Regions from separate parts of the Mus musculus genome. Here all the other regions are linked to region 1. Evidence: chromatin contacts called from public Hi-C, HiChIP or PLAC-seq and promoter capture Hi-C data. All regions are on one chromosome and are shown on one strand. The core of a region is the stretch at or near the end of the contact, and the rest is flanking DNA. Distances in the headings are between cores, read along the strand shown.

What was found. A called contact is a pair of places that touch in the nucleus more often than the background predicts. HiChIP or PLAC-seq counts read pairs in DNA pulled down with a chosen protein or histone mark. Capture Hi-C pulls out chosen DNA fragments and counts their contacts.
Region 2: a contact with region 1 is called in an H3K4me3 HiChIP or PLAC-seq map of embryonic midbrain, with 2.6 times the contacts expected there. The contact joins the enhancer-like site here to the promoter of Irx2 in region 1. A contact is called at or near these places in 1 of 484 Hi-C or Micro-C datasets (nephron progenitors) and 3 of 115 datasets of contacts at active chromatin or transcription factors (embryonic hindbrain, embryonic midbrain and embryonic stem cells).
Region 3: a Hi-C map of epidermal suprabasal cells shows a contact between it and region 1, with 3 times the contacts expected there. The contact joins the enhancer-like site here to the promoter of Irx2 in region 1. A contact is called at or near these places in 1 of 39 promoter capture datasets (hippocampal neurons), 10 of 484 Hi-C or Micro-C datasets (the C2C12 cell line, cerebral cortex, cortical neurons and 5 more) and 3 of 9 other capture datasets (embryonic stem cells, liver and pancreatic islet).
Region 4: a promoter capture Hi-C map of adipose tissue shows a contact between it and region 1. The contact joins the promoter of D730050B12Rik here to the promoter of Irx2 in region 1. A contact is called at or near these places in 3 of 39 promoter capture datasets (cranial neural crest, liver and stem cell-derived epiblast-like cells), 10 of 484 Hi-C or Micro-C datasets (cortical neurons, embryonic fibroblasts, embryonic stem cells and 3 more), 7 of 115 datasets of contacts at active chromatin or transcription factors (embryonic forebrain, embryonic hindbrain, embryonic midbrain and 1 more) and 2 of 9 other capture datasets (adipose tissue and embryonic stem cells).

Annotation. Positions count from the first base shown.
Region 1 is chr13:72,627,475-72,630,508 of GRCm38.p6, reverse strand. Irx2 (Iroquois homeobox 2) reads right to left here and starts at 1,689. Exons shown (of 5, transcript NM_010574.4): 1 at 1,196-1,689. The coding sequence starts at 1,447. Gm20554 (predicted gene, 20554) reads left to right here and starts at 1,945. Exons shown (of 1, transcript NR_030701.1): 1 at 1,945-3,034.
Region 2 is chr13:72,798,499-72,801,489 of GRCm38.p6, reverse strand. No RefSeq gene overlaps it. Among named protein-coding and RNA genes, the nearest start is that of D730050B12Rik, 17 kb to the left of the region's middle. Within about 2 kb of position 1,314, at least 7 of the 459 cell types and tissues checked have an H3K27ac peak or open chromatin away from gene starts, as enhancers often do.
Region 3 is chr13:72,767,926-72,770,649 of GRCm38.p6, reverse strand. No RefSeq gene overlaps it. Among named protein-coding and RNA genes, the nearest start is that of D730050B12Rik, 47 kb to the left of the region's middle. Within about 2 kb of position 1,314, at least 9 of the 459 cell types and tissues checked have an H3K27ac peak or open chromatin away from gene starts, as enhancers often do. A contact at or near this core is called in epidermal suprabasal cells, where this site is marked.
Region 4 is chr13:72,815,196-72,818,081 of GRCm38.p6, reverse strand. D730050B12Rik (RIKEN cDNA D730050B12 gene) reads left to right here and starts at 1,319. Exons shown (of 4, transcript NR_046196.1): 1 at 1,319-1,478.

The sequences.
Region 1 (3,034 bases), core at 440-2,939:
CGACCCTCCGTCAGCCCCTTGCTGCCTTTCCTGCTAGGCTTCTCTGGGTTGGAAATCTTTCTTTAGCCAGAGAACCAGAAAAATACAAGGCTAGCTGTTGGAAAACAAAACTATTGCCATTTGATTCTAGGATTTTGTTTTAACACTTTACTTTTTCTAAAACGACATAGTTTCCCGAGTAGCGCGAACAGTGTCTGCAAACATATCTGGATAGTCCCGCACTACAGCAAGTAGTTTCTTTATATCTAAATTTCATCATAGGCTTCCCGCTCTGCTCCCTCCTTCCCTTCCCTCCCTTATGTAGCTTAAAAAATACTTCGGAACCCCACTCCGCTATTCACCCTCTAAAGCAGAGTAAATCCAATTTGCAACTCAGAAGCCAGTCAGCGTTTCCAATTCTTCAACTACGTAGTAATTAGCATTTTAATTCATCCTTTAACGTTTAACTAGGAGAGGTTTGTAACCTTTTCCCAAGGCCTGGTTCCTACCCAGGGAATTCCACCTAGAGCAAACCCCCTCCGCCCATACACAATGTCTTCACACACCCCAAAACTGCCAAGACCCGCTCTGGCGGGGCCTGTTTTCAGAACTCAGAGATGCTCAGACAGATCCCGGATCTACGGAGCTGGAACCCATAGGCCTACTACGAACTCTGGCAGCACTTAGCGGGTCCCAAACCCGTTAACACATTATTTTTTTTTCCCTGAAAGCCGGGTCAGCGAGACAGAAAACGGCCAACACTAAAGAGCTTCGGCCTGGGTCTAGGGCGAGAGCCACAGGCTCAGCCTATCCCCACCCCACCCCCCCCCCACCCGCATCCCCACCCCCCCACCCCGTGACCCCGCCGCCACCAGTCTGGCCAAGAAACCCAAAGCTTGCGGCATTGGCCCTAGAGGCCTGGGCAGCCGGGGCCCTCAGCTTGGAACCACGCGGAGAGCAGTGGACAGATTTCGCAGCCCCAGCAATCGGCACGCGCGGATTAGAGATTACTCTTGGCCCAGGCACGGGTGGAGTAGCACTTCGCACGAGCTCAAGGGAAATCAGCCTACGAGCTCTGCAGGTCAGTCCCGTCCCTTGTTTAGTGCGGCAACGGGTGCTGGTGACTTTGGAGCTGCCACCCGCAACGCGTCCCCAGCGCTCAGCTCAACTCACTCCCTGGTCCGGGTCTCCCCAGCCCCCACCCCAAAGCAGTTACCACGTAGGACGGGAAGCCGGCAGCCGCGGCGGCGGCGGCGTCCGCCGAGTACTGCAGCGGGCTGCCGAAGCCGGTTGCCGCCTGCGCTGTGAAGGCCGCCGAGCCGGGGTACGGGCTGAACGCGGAGCCCGACGCCGAACGCGCCAGCTCCTCGCTGCGCGGCGCCGCCAGCGCGGACGCGCCGTACGCGGGGCACGAGTAGAGCGCCAGCGAGCCGGGCGCTTGGTACAGGTAGCCCTGCGGGTAGGACATGGTGGGCGCGGGGCGCGGGGCCCGCGTCACACGGAGCAGCGGGCAGCGCGCGCGGCGCCCTCCATCCACGCCCGGCCGGGGCGCACCGAGGCCGCGGGCCGGAGCAGGCTGGGCTGGTGGGCGCTAGGCTGGGCGCGGGGCTGGAGGATCGGCGGGGCGGCGGTAGCGGCAGCGCGGAGCCGGTGGGCGCAGCCGCGCGCCAGGCCGGCGGTCGGGATTTGGGGGAGTCTGCAGTCAGGAGTGAGGAGTTGAGGAAGGAGCGCTCGAGTTTCCGAGGGACATTGGAACGCCGAGCTGTCCGTCACACTCTCATCTGCATATTCTGGTGCCCGCCCCTCCCCTGCTCCGCCCGCCGCCGAGGCCCCGCTGAGGCCGGGGGAGGGGCAGAGAGCGGAGGGGTGGGAAGTGGAGGGGAAGGCGGAGGAGTGGCAGCCAGAGGCTGGAGGGAGGGACGTGCAGGCTTTTGTCGCGCAGCGGCCTCTCTCCACTCCCGCCCCGGCCCGCAGCCTGCAGCGGTGAAGCCCAGCCTGGCCAAACTGGGCGTAGCGCTCACCCCCTCCCACTGGCACATCCTCTCAGCCACGTCCGCGCACCCCGCCGCCGACTCCCGCCTTGGCCCAGCCACCTTTCTCCTTCCCGGGGCCCCATCCGGGCACTGCCGGCGCTCTTGCTCGCCTAGCACTGGTCAGCAAAGGCCTCCTGCAGTCGGGCCAGGTCCGATCCACCTGGAGAACATACGGATCGGGCACCCCTCATCACCCTGAAGATAGCAGCCCAGGTCGCATGCGGTGTCCAGGGCAGACACCGCAGGGAGATGGAGGGCAGTGTGGAGACACCTGCAGAGTTGCCTGGGCATCCCACTTCTACAGTCCTCTGTCCGCCTGTACTCCAGGCTGAGGCTGCCCGTGTGGCTTCCCGTCCGGTCTCCTGCTCCTGGTGCCTGGGCTGCCAAGCATCTACCCGGAATCTGAGCGTTTCGGTTTGAAGCTGTGGGAGGCCCCGTGGTGAGGCTTCTGTCCAAGTCCACAGAGAAGATTTCAGGCCGTGTTAGGAACATCATGTCCGTTAACGTCTGGAACACGCCAGTGAGTGACTCGCTTCAACAAACGCCACTCTGGTCCAAAAAGAGTTTTTGTTTTCTTTTGTTAAGTTGAATGCCTGTTCGAAATTGGGGGAGAGGTTCCTGTCAGGAGAGCTGACTTGACTTTGCTAGAGTATCCACTGCCACTTCCCGAAAGGACATGGGCCAGCTTGTGAAGTGTCGCAGTCGTGAGGTGGTTCAGGTAACCTGAGGTCCAGGAGTTGACTCGCGGGTCCCTTGAGCCCTTAGGTCCCAGCCCCTAAACTTTCTCGACCATACCTGCTCCCTTTCCCCAAGTGAGGGGAGTCGATGGCCAGGATGGGCACTAGTACGCTGGATGTAAAGGAGCGTCAATGGGGGGCGCTTGGGATTCGTAGGGGTCAGGTGTGAGCTGGCCCGGGAGGGGGCGCCCGCCCAACAGGTGTCTCCTTGAAGCTTGCTAGGTAGAGCACGAGGACTCTGAAACCTGGCGCGCGGGCCTGAGCTTCCATTTTATTCTCGGTGGG
Region 2 (2,991 bases), core at 65-2,564, 170 kb before region 1:
CCTACAGTTCTCAAAATCAGTGATGCCTGGGAAGCTCAGAAGCCTAATGCAGGATTTTTGATGAAGAGAGCCTTGTTAATCACACCCAACACTGAACCTTCAGCCCAAGCATAGGTGTGGCTGTGCCTGGCAGGAGTTAGTCCCATCTGCTGTTGGGTGAACAATCACATCTAGTTTTAAGTTCATTCTAAACGTTTATATTGGAGACCAACCAAGCTTTGCAAAGTGGGAGCTCGAGAGGTAAAGAAACACAATTAAAATTCAAGTTCCATTTAAAAAAATATTAATACAAATATTTGTATCAGGTTAGTAATTTATAGCCAGGCCAAGCTAAAAGGGCACCAAAGATAAACAATTCTCCTTTTCCTTAAGCTGTTAGCTACAACTGCAAGAAATCTTTTAAGATGTGCTTTTTTATTAAAATTATCACCTTGAAGTTAGATCTTAAGACAGTATTTCCTTCTTAATGAGAAATCATAAAAGTATCTTTATTTAAGGGAAAGTAATTTCCCTCTAAAATAAATAAAGGGAAATTAATTTCCATCTGACTATAGGTTAAATATTTTATTTGGTTAGTATAATGACAGCAAGGATAAACAAATAAGGGGCAGAGAACGTTTGGTTACCTAGGTACCTATTAAGGCTTTGGCATCCCTTCTAGAGTGCTAGCCAATTTCAATAGCATAAGGAGCATGAGGAAATAAATTAGACATTTTAATTGTGAGATTATAATATACTGATGGAAGAGCTGGGAGGGAGCCAAAACAAATTCTAATGACAAAACAATAATCTAAGCAAAGTTGAAAACATTAGGCTCCGTGAGCTTCGAAGGGAAATAAGCAGAATCTGTTCTTGCCAAGCTCACAAGTCTAACCAGAGGATACAAATAGCTGACAAGCTTCTCCAGACAGCAAAGGCCATTTTAAACAGTAAATCAAAAGTGTAATTGGGGAAATTTTTAGCTAGCATTAATAACTGATATTTTAGGGAACTGGAATTGCAGAGAAACCCTCTGAGGAAACTGAGACTCTTTTCTTTTTCTTTTTCTTTTTCTTTTTTTTCTTTTTCTTTTTTCTTTTTTTAAAGGTGTCATCGTGCCCAGCCATCTGTGACCATCCCTGAGAACAAGCACTGTCTTAAGATCTTAGTTGGGAAACAGGACCGTGGGCGGGAGAATGTGACTTGTCAGATTTGTAACAATAGAACTATTCTCCGTGTAACTGGCGACTTGGCAGAGGGGCAAGCCCACGGGAGATGTTTGTTCTGCTCAAATCTGATTAGCCTTGATTGCCACCTTCCTGAGACATGGGCCACAAGGCTCTAGACAGCTATCAACAGCAAGGGGCAGCTGCTCTACCCGGCTCTTGCTGCCCAGCTGGGTCTCTGTGTGCAGAGCTCACTCCCTATTTGAAGTTTAACCTAGGACAGCATGACATAGAAGACAGGCTAAATAGGCAGCCTCGACTAAATGATTTAGGGCAAAGATTTTTAAACCATAGGTCATAATTCCATATGGGGCCTTAAAACTGAATGTTGGGGTGGGATGTGAAAAACTTGGCAATGGCTGAAGGCTTCTGGATGTTCAGTGTTCAGTGACCAAACATTAATTTGAAATCAAACTCGTAATGAACCTAAGGTGTTCCTGGCAGCACCTGTCCATGTTGAATCATGGAACCACAGCAGCCTTCGTTCTGAGCACACAAAAGGAACACTTTGCACTGCTCAAACTAAGGTGCCATACAATGACAAAGAATGCTGCAGAGCCAAGGTGCTTGTACCGAACATGCAGTTTCCAACTTTTATGGAATAAAGACAGCTTCATTGTGGTAATTAAAGATTCTTAATATTTTCCTGCCTGCCACAGTTCCTTAGCATGAAGTTGCAAGGCATTACCTCTTCAGAGGGATGGCAATGTGTCTCGAAGGAAGCCTCAGTTCAATTCCACACCTCTAAAATGCATTAGTGTGTCTTAAATACTGTCGCATTAGAAGTTTGGGATTAAAAATTGTTCTTATGTTTTTTGTTTTTGTTTTTTGTTTTTTTTGTTTTTGTTTTTGTTTTTATACAGGAATGTGTTCTACTGAAGCAAAGCAAAACTTTTGGGTTTCTAACCACCACTGTTGCGTGTATTTAACTAAAAATCCCAGTCTCTTAAGCACAAACAAACATGATTTCCTGAAACAAAGCTAGTGTGTTTGATAAATTATTAGCAGTGTTTATTTGTAGTTAAGGCAAAAACAATTTTCTGGTGTAGATACGTCACTGAATTTAGGGAGAAGAATTAACACTGATGCCAAGGTGTAGCTTCCTTAAATTGAAAAGAAGAAAAATGTCAGTTTCTTTGCAATATAGATTTGCATTTGATAATCTTGACTACATAAATAACAAACAAACAAACACCACAAAAAGCAAAACTTTGCTTAAATTGTTCTGCTCTTGGCTTCAAAATCATAAAGCCAGACAATTTGAATGACAGTTTGAGGGTTGGAGACAGGATTCAATGAATAAGAGCTCATATCTTTCTTGCAGAGGGCCCAAGTTAGGTTGCCAGCACCCATGTCTGGCAACTCACTACTCTATATTCCTAACTACACACACACACACACACACACACACACACACACACACAGAGAGAGAGAGAGAGAGGGAGGGAGAGAGAGAGAGAGAGAGAGAGAGAGAAAGAGAGACAGAGACAGACAGACAGATAGACAGACAGACAGAGACAGACAGAGATACCCAGACACACACACATACAGACAAACACACAGAGACATACACTCACACACAGAGACACACATACACATATACACACACAAACAGATACCCAGACACACATAGAGACAGACAGACTGACTGACAGACAAACAGACACACAGAGTCAGACAAACAGAGAGACAGGCTTATGACACACAGACATACATACACAGACACAAATAGACATTCACAGAGACAGATACACACAGACACACACACACATAAATAAAAATGAAA
Region 3 (2,724 bases), core at 65-2,564, 140 kb before region 1:
GTTTCCTATTTCCCAGAGGGGGGCATTAAAATGTTTTGTTTTTTTTTTTTTTTTGTTATCATGTGTATTTGTGAGAGTGTCACATGCATGCCCCAGCACAAATATGGTGGTCAGAGGATAACTGTGGAAGTCATTTCTTGTCTTCTACCATGCAACTGAACTCAGGCTGTCAGGATTTTTCAGCAAGCTTTTACCCACTGAGCCAGTCAGCCTAATACTGGGTACCCCTTTAATATATAATAAAATGAGAGAATGATCAGAGTTCACTAGCAGAGTACCATGTTCATCTCCACCAGAGACGGGGGCAGCTGAGTGAGGCAGTGCTAGCACCTGTGACTAACTACAAACAAGGAGGCTACTGCAAGAGTTCCCTGGACTACACACACAGACATATACATTGCATCCCCCCACAAGACACAGATAGAGGCCCCCATAAACACACAGCCACATGCACACACACACACACACACACACACACACACACACACACACAGAATCCCTCCCGCAAACACAGACAGCACACACACAGACATAAACACATAGACACATGCAAACACATGCAAACACACACAAACACACACACACAGCTTCACTCCCCCCACCACCACATCCACACACAGAGGCACATAACACCCATTCCCCCACACAGGTACATAGATAGCACATACGCATACACATAGACATACACAGAAACACACACAGCACCAATCCCCCACAGACACCCCCAACAGATACATAGACAGCACACACACAGAGACAGATAGACAGCACCTGTTCACACTCAGATAAATGGACAGCACCCTCTTATCCATACATAGACACACAGACAGCTCTTCTCACAGACAGACACACAGATAACAAACACACATAGAGCACATAGACAACACTTCCACACAGAGACACATAGACAACACTCCAACATAGAGACACATACATAGCACATGCACACCTGTACACACACATATATGCACACACACATGCACACTCACACATACCATCTGGGTGGACATTCCTCTCCACAGCTGGTTCAGTGAGGTGGACTCTACTTGTCAGATTTGTGTAATCACCGTTTTCCAAAGTAGCAAAAAACAAGACATCTGCTTCCAAAGCCCCATCCCCCACCCCGCTTTATCATTCCGACACCATGGCTGATTCTTGGCTACCTCCATTCTGTGTCCCATTGCTTCCCTGGAACCACAGAGCCCCTTGAGGTCCCAGCTGGGAGTCTGCCCGGGATCAGCTGCAGCTGCAGGAAATGAAGCCTTTGGTTCAGCAGATGGCACCCTTTGCTCTGAATCTGGAACAGCAGTGTCTGCCCACGCTCCTGAGAGACAAGGAACGACATTGCCTTCTGAGTTGATAGCACCAAAAAACGCTAACTGTCCCTCCTGGGCACCTTGCAAACACCACAGAGGAAACCATGTGACACCCGTTGGCCAGGTCAACCTCCCGGGATAAGACCCAGAAGTGCTCAGGCGGTGGAATAGCCCCTCCAGCAAAACACCTTCCAGAATGTTCTTTCAAGTTTCCTGTCTGCCAGCTTGCTCCTGTTTGTACTTGTCCTGTCGTGTGTCAGCCATGTTTAAGGACATTGTCTGAAGCAATGGCTCAATTATGTATTCTCAGGTGTGCCACCAGCCCGCATAAGACTAATTGTTTCTGCCTTGTTACCCATAGGAAACAATTATGATAAGAGTAACCAGTGTTTAAGATACAAACTAGATAGGCTTTCTGTTCAACTGAGTGAAGTCTCTGGTTCCCACTGCTCTGTTTGAGAGCATCTTCAGTTTGTGGTTTTTGTAGGGCTGGAGTCTGATTTTCTACTTCCCAGGAAGATTTCATGGTCAGCCAAGGTCATCTGACATTTTGCCCAGTCAGCCGTACTAGGCCTGTGGTCATACAGTGACTTCAGAAATGGATCGTCTACACTGAGTTCCCTTAGGAAGCCTGTGGGCACTCCTCTATGTGTGTCTATGTGTGCAAGAGGGTGCTTATGTGTGCAGTGCATGCTGGGACAAGGGAGCAAAGAGGGAGGGATAAAGAGCACCAGAAGATATGATTTCTGCTACTAAGCAATTACAGTTATGTGAGTAAGTCACTTTCTTTAATGAGAGTGATGTCACAGGACACGTCTCCAGTGTTTACCATAAACAGGTTTGTTACTTTGAATAATTCTTAGGCTTAATTACAATAAGTATTTGGATCATTTCCATTGTCAGTCTATGGGATTGGCATGTCAGTTCATAGAGACACCCACCATAAGTCTTCCATCACTGTGGGTAAAAAGAGCCACCTCTCTCCACAACCTTGTCCTCTAGTGCTCTCTGTAAGCAGAAAAAGAACCATAAACAGAACAGAAGACAAAAGGTTCTAACAGCCTTGGCCCATGTATTCTCTATGGCACTGCTCTGAGGATTTTCAGGTTCCCCTGCAAAGAGCAGCCCCTGATCCATTTCCTCTGTCCTGGGGTCTCTACCATGAGGGAGTGAGCTGCACCTCATGCAGATGTGCCCAGACCAGCCACCTCAAGGAGAGCTTCCTCCGGGCCCACTCAGTTGGCTCGCAGTATGTAAAATGGCTAGGGTTACGAAATTCACTAAAAATTGGCTTACATAAATCGATTAGAGGCAAGATCAGCTTCCTGGGTTTGCCTTAAGGGTTAATGGGAAGATTTTTTTTTTTTTTTTTTTTTTTTGGTCACCAGATCTCCCTGTAATTGTTTGG
Region 4 (2,886 bases), core at 70-2,569, 190 kb before region 1:
GTCCCAAGCCACTGTGTATGTGTGGGCCACGTGTGTGGTGAGGTGGGTCCTGGTTTGTGGTGCAGACTGCAGGGTGCTGGGAGGGTGGTGGTGTGTGGCCTATTTCCATCTTTGAAAGCTCAGAGGTTCATGAGGCAGGTGTGCCAGGCAGGTGTCTAGGTTTTCTGGCTCTTACAATAATTAGGACAGGAGTATGCAGCTGCTTTCTGTAAACTCTGGCTCCAAAGAGTTCCCTTTAGTTAGAAACTACTTCCAGAAGCAGGAGGCTGCAGCGAGAACAGCCTTCGGTTTGTTTGTTTTACATTTTCACAACAATAGAGGGCAGGAGTCTCTAACTGATCTGGGAGGCTCTGGGAGCAATTCCCTTTTAATTCAAGGATGTTTTTCTATCAGTCAGTCACAGGTTCACAATGGCTCTAAGGAGCAGTGTTTTCAGCAGGATGGCCAAGGTCATTTGCAGTATTGCATTTCTTAAGGGTTTGTAGACCTTAAGCAGCAAAGTGAGTTAAAACATCTTTCTCCCTATTTCCAACTCTATTTTTTGTTAACTCAGGGGTGGGGAAAGTGGTACAGTTCCCCGAGTTGTTTTTTAATCTATCTCTAAAATTTAAACAAAACAGACAACAGGCAAGCAAATACACAGACAGTAAGTCTAAACCTAAATAAGAGTTCTTAGAGACATCTGTCACATTTGAACGAGCCGACAATGTTAAGGCATGAGTAGTGACTTCCACACTGATTCTGTGTCCTGTCTCAGGGATCTCCACACATGGCCAGACCAGGTCTGTCCCAATGCACAGAGGTGAACCTCAGGGCCCCCACTTACGAACCTGGGCTGGAGGGTAGAGGAGAACAGGCCTGTGTCAGAGAGTGGCCAAGCTTAAGTACTACGTAGCAGTGCTTGCGCTGAAGCTAAGGTCCTAGGCAAGAAGGAAGTCACACCCTGTTCTTCCCCTTGCTGCTTCCGTCCCCTGACTGAGTGCTATCAGGATCAACAACTAGCAGGTAGCTGTGGGGTCCCGTCAGTGATTGCCAGTTGTGGGATCTGTGCTCCTCTATAGCTTCCTGGCTTCTTCTCCTTGGCCACAGGGTTGCCCACCTCGGTGTGACAGCTGTAAAGACTCCCGACCCTGTTCCTTGTCCGCCTCCACACCCACTGAACACTGCTGCCCTTAGGTAACCTCCCTGCCTCCTGTCACACTTGGAACTGCGACTATGATTACACATTCTATAAGCTCAGGAATCAAAGACTGTTCTCCGAATCTCCCTTTCTGCCCTTTCCCAGAAAACGAGGGCTTTCACCTGCTGACGCTGCCCCAGATTACCAGCTACTGTCGGTGAGAATCGGACATTTGTAACCTCTACTCAGCACATTTCACATTGCACCTGTCTCTGTCCGTGGACTTCTTGAAAGGCGCCCACATCTCTCGGCCGCTGCGAACCTGGATTATTTCACAACACCTCGCCAGCTGTCGCAGGTACAAACTACCTGGATATTTAGATACCAGAGTATCTAATAGGCCACTATCAATCTTTTATAGAGAGAATACATAAATTATAAACAAATATGTCCTTTGGTCTGGTCGAACAGCACACCGATCAAAGAGACACAATGGCAATGCATTTGCTTCCGCGGGCGCAGTATTCCCCAGCTCGCGGCTGCGCTGATGGACAGCCGGGGAGCTGTCGGCTTTTGTTCATTTGTCACAGTACACTTACCTCCTGTGGTTTTAAGTAATCAATATGGGAGCTGAAATCACCTACTGCTACGTCCGCTACCTCCTATTTTGTCCACTCATAAATTATGGATCGCTGCACAACATCAAGTCTACAATTTCGATTGCATTTGCTAATCATTGATCAATAATTCAGAGGCTGCGCCTCCTTCAAGGGCCTTGCTCTCCTACAGCATCTGGCACTAGCTGACAGCGAGTGAGGGAGTCCCTTATCACAAAGAGCAGCCGAGAAAACAACTTGTTTAAAGTCGCTCCTGAGCCTTCCTCTTCAGTGTTTCTGATGAGGGTGACTGTTTCTATTTGGTGCCTCCCTCTGGCTCCTGAGACTTAATAACTGTCTCAAAGTCCCAGCAGTGGCCTGTGTGGTGGGTCTAGGAAGGCTATTTTTCTGTTTGGTTTTGTGTGTGTGTGTTTGGGGTGCACCAGGTCTCACAGGGCAGGGAACATGTGTCCACAGAGTATGACCCAGCGTCCATGGAGGCAAAGCTGGGTCGGTGTGTCCTGTGACTCTCAGACTCACAGGCAAAAGCTACAGATTCACAGAAGACTGCTCTTGGAGCAAAGTCCTTGGAAGGACAATCTCCAGGGACTGGCTCCTTCAGGGTCCACAGTCAGCTTGCCTTCTGTTGGTTTTAAGGTCCAGCTTGTGGTACAGTCTGAGCAAAGTAAAAAATAACAATACATTCACAAAGCACCCTGCCTCTGGATGGGAGAAATCCTTTTATCTCAGCCCCTTTGAGGACAAGGTGGAGCCCTGCCCCCTTGCACAAGCAGCTGGCTGGACCTGGAGGCTGCTACTGGTGCAGATGTGGGGAGGGGAGGGGAGGGGAGGGGAGGGAAGAGCAGGCATTCAGCACAGAGCAGGGTGTAGGGCAGACTCAATCCGGAGCTGGGGTTTCTGGGAAGCCTTCTCTACAAAAGGCAGGCTGCTGTGGAGGTTGCCTGGCTTAGGCACAGCCCACTGCCCCCCTTGGAAAGAGCAAAAGGGCAAGGGGAGACCCTTTGTGGGCTTCCAGGGCTCAGGCTGCCTCTTTTCCCTCTTGCTGGATGCTATCCTGCAGCCTGCCTTCTATAGAGACCTGGCCTCACCCATTGTCAGCGCCCTGCAGGAGGGCAGCAGCCAAGAGGCTCTCAATAACTTTAACTTTCA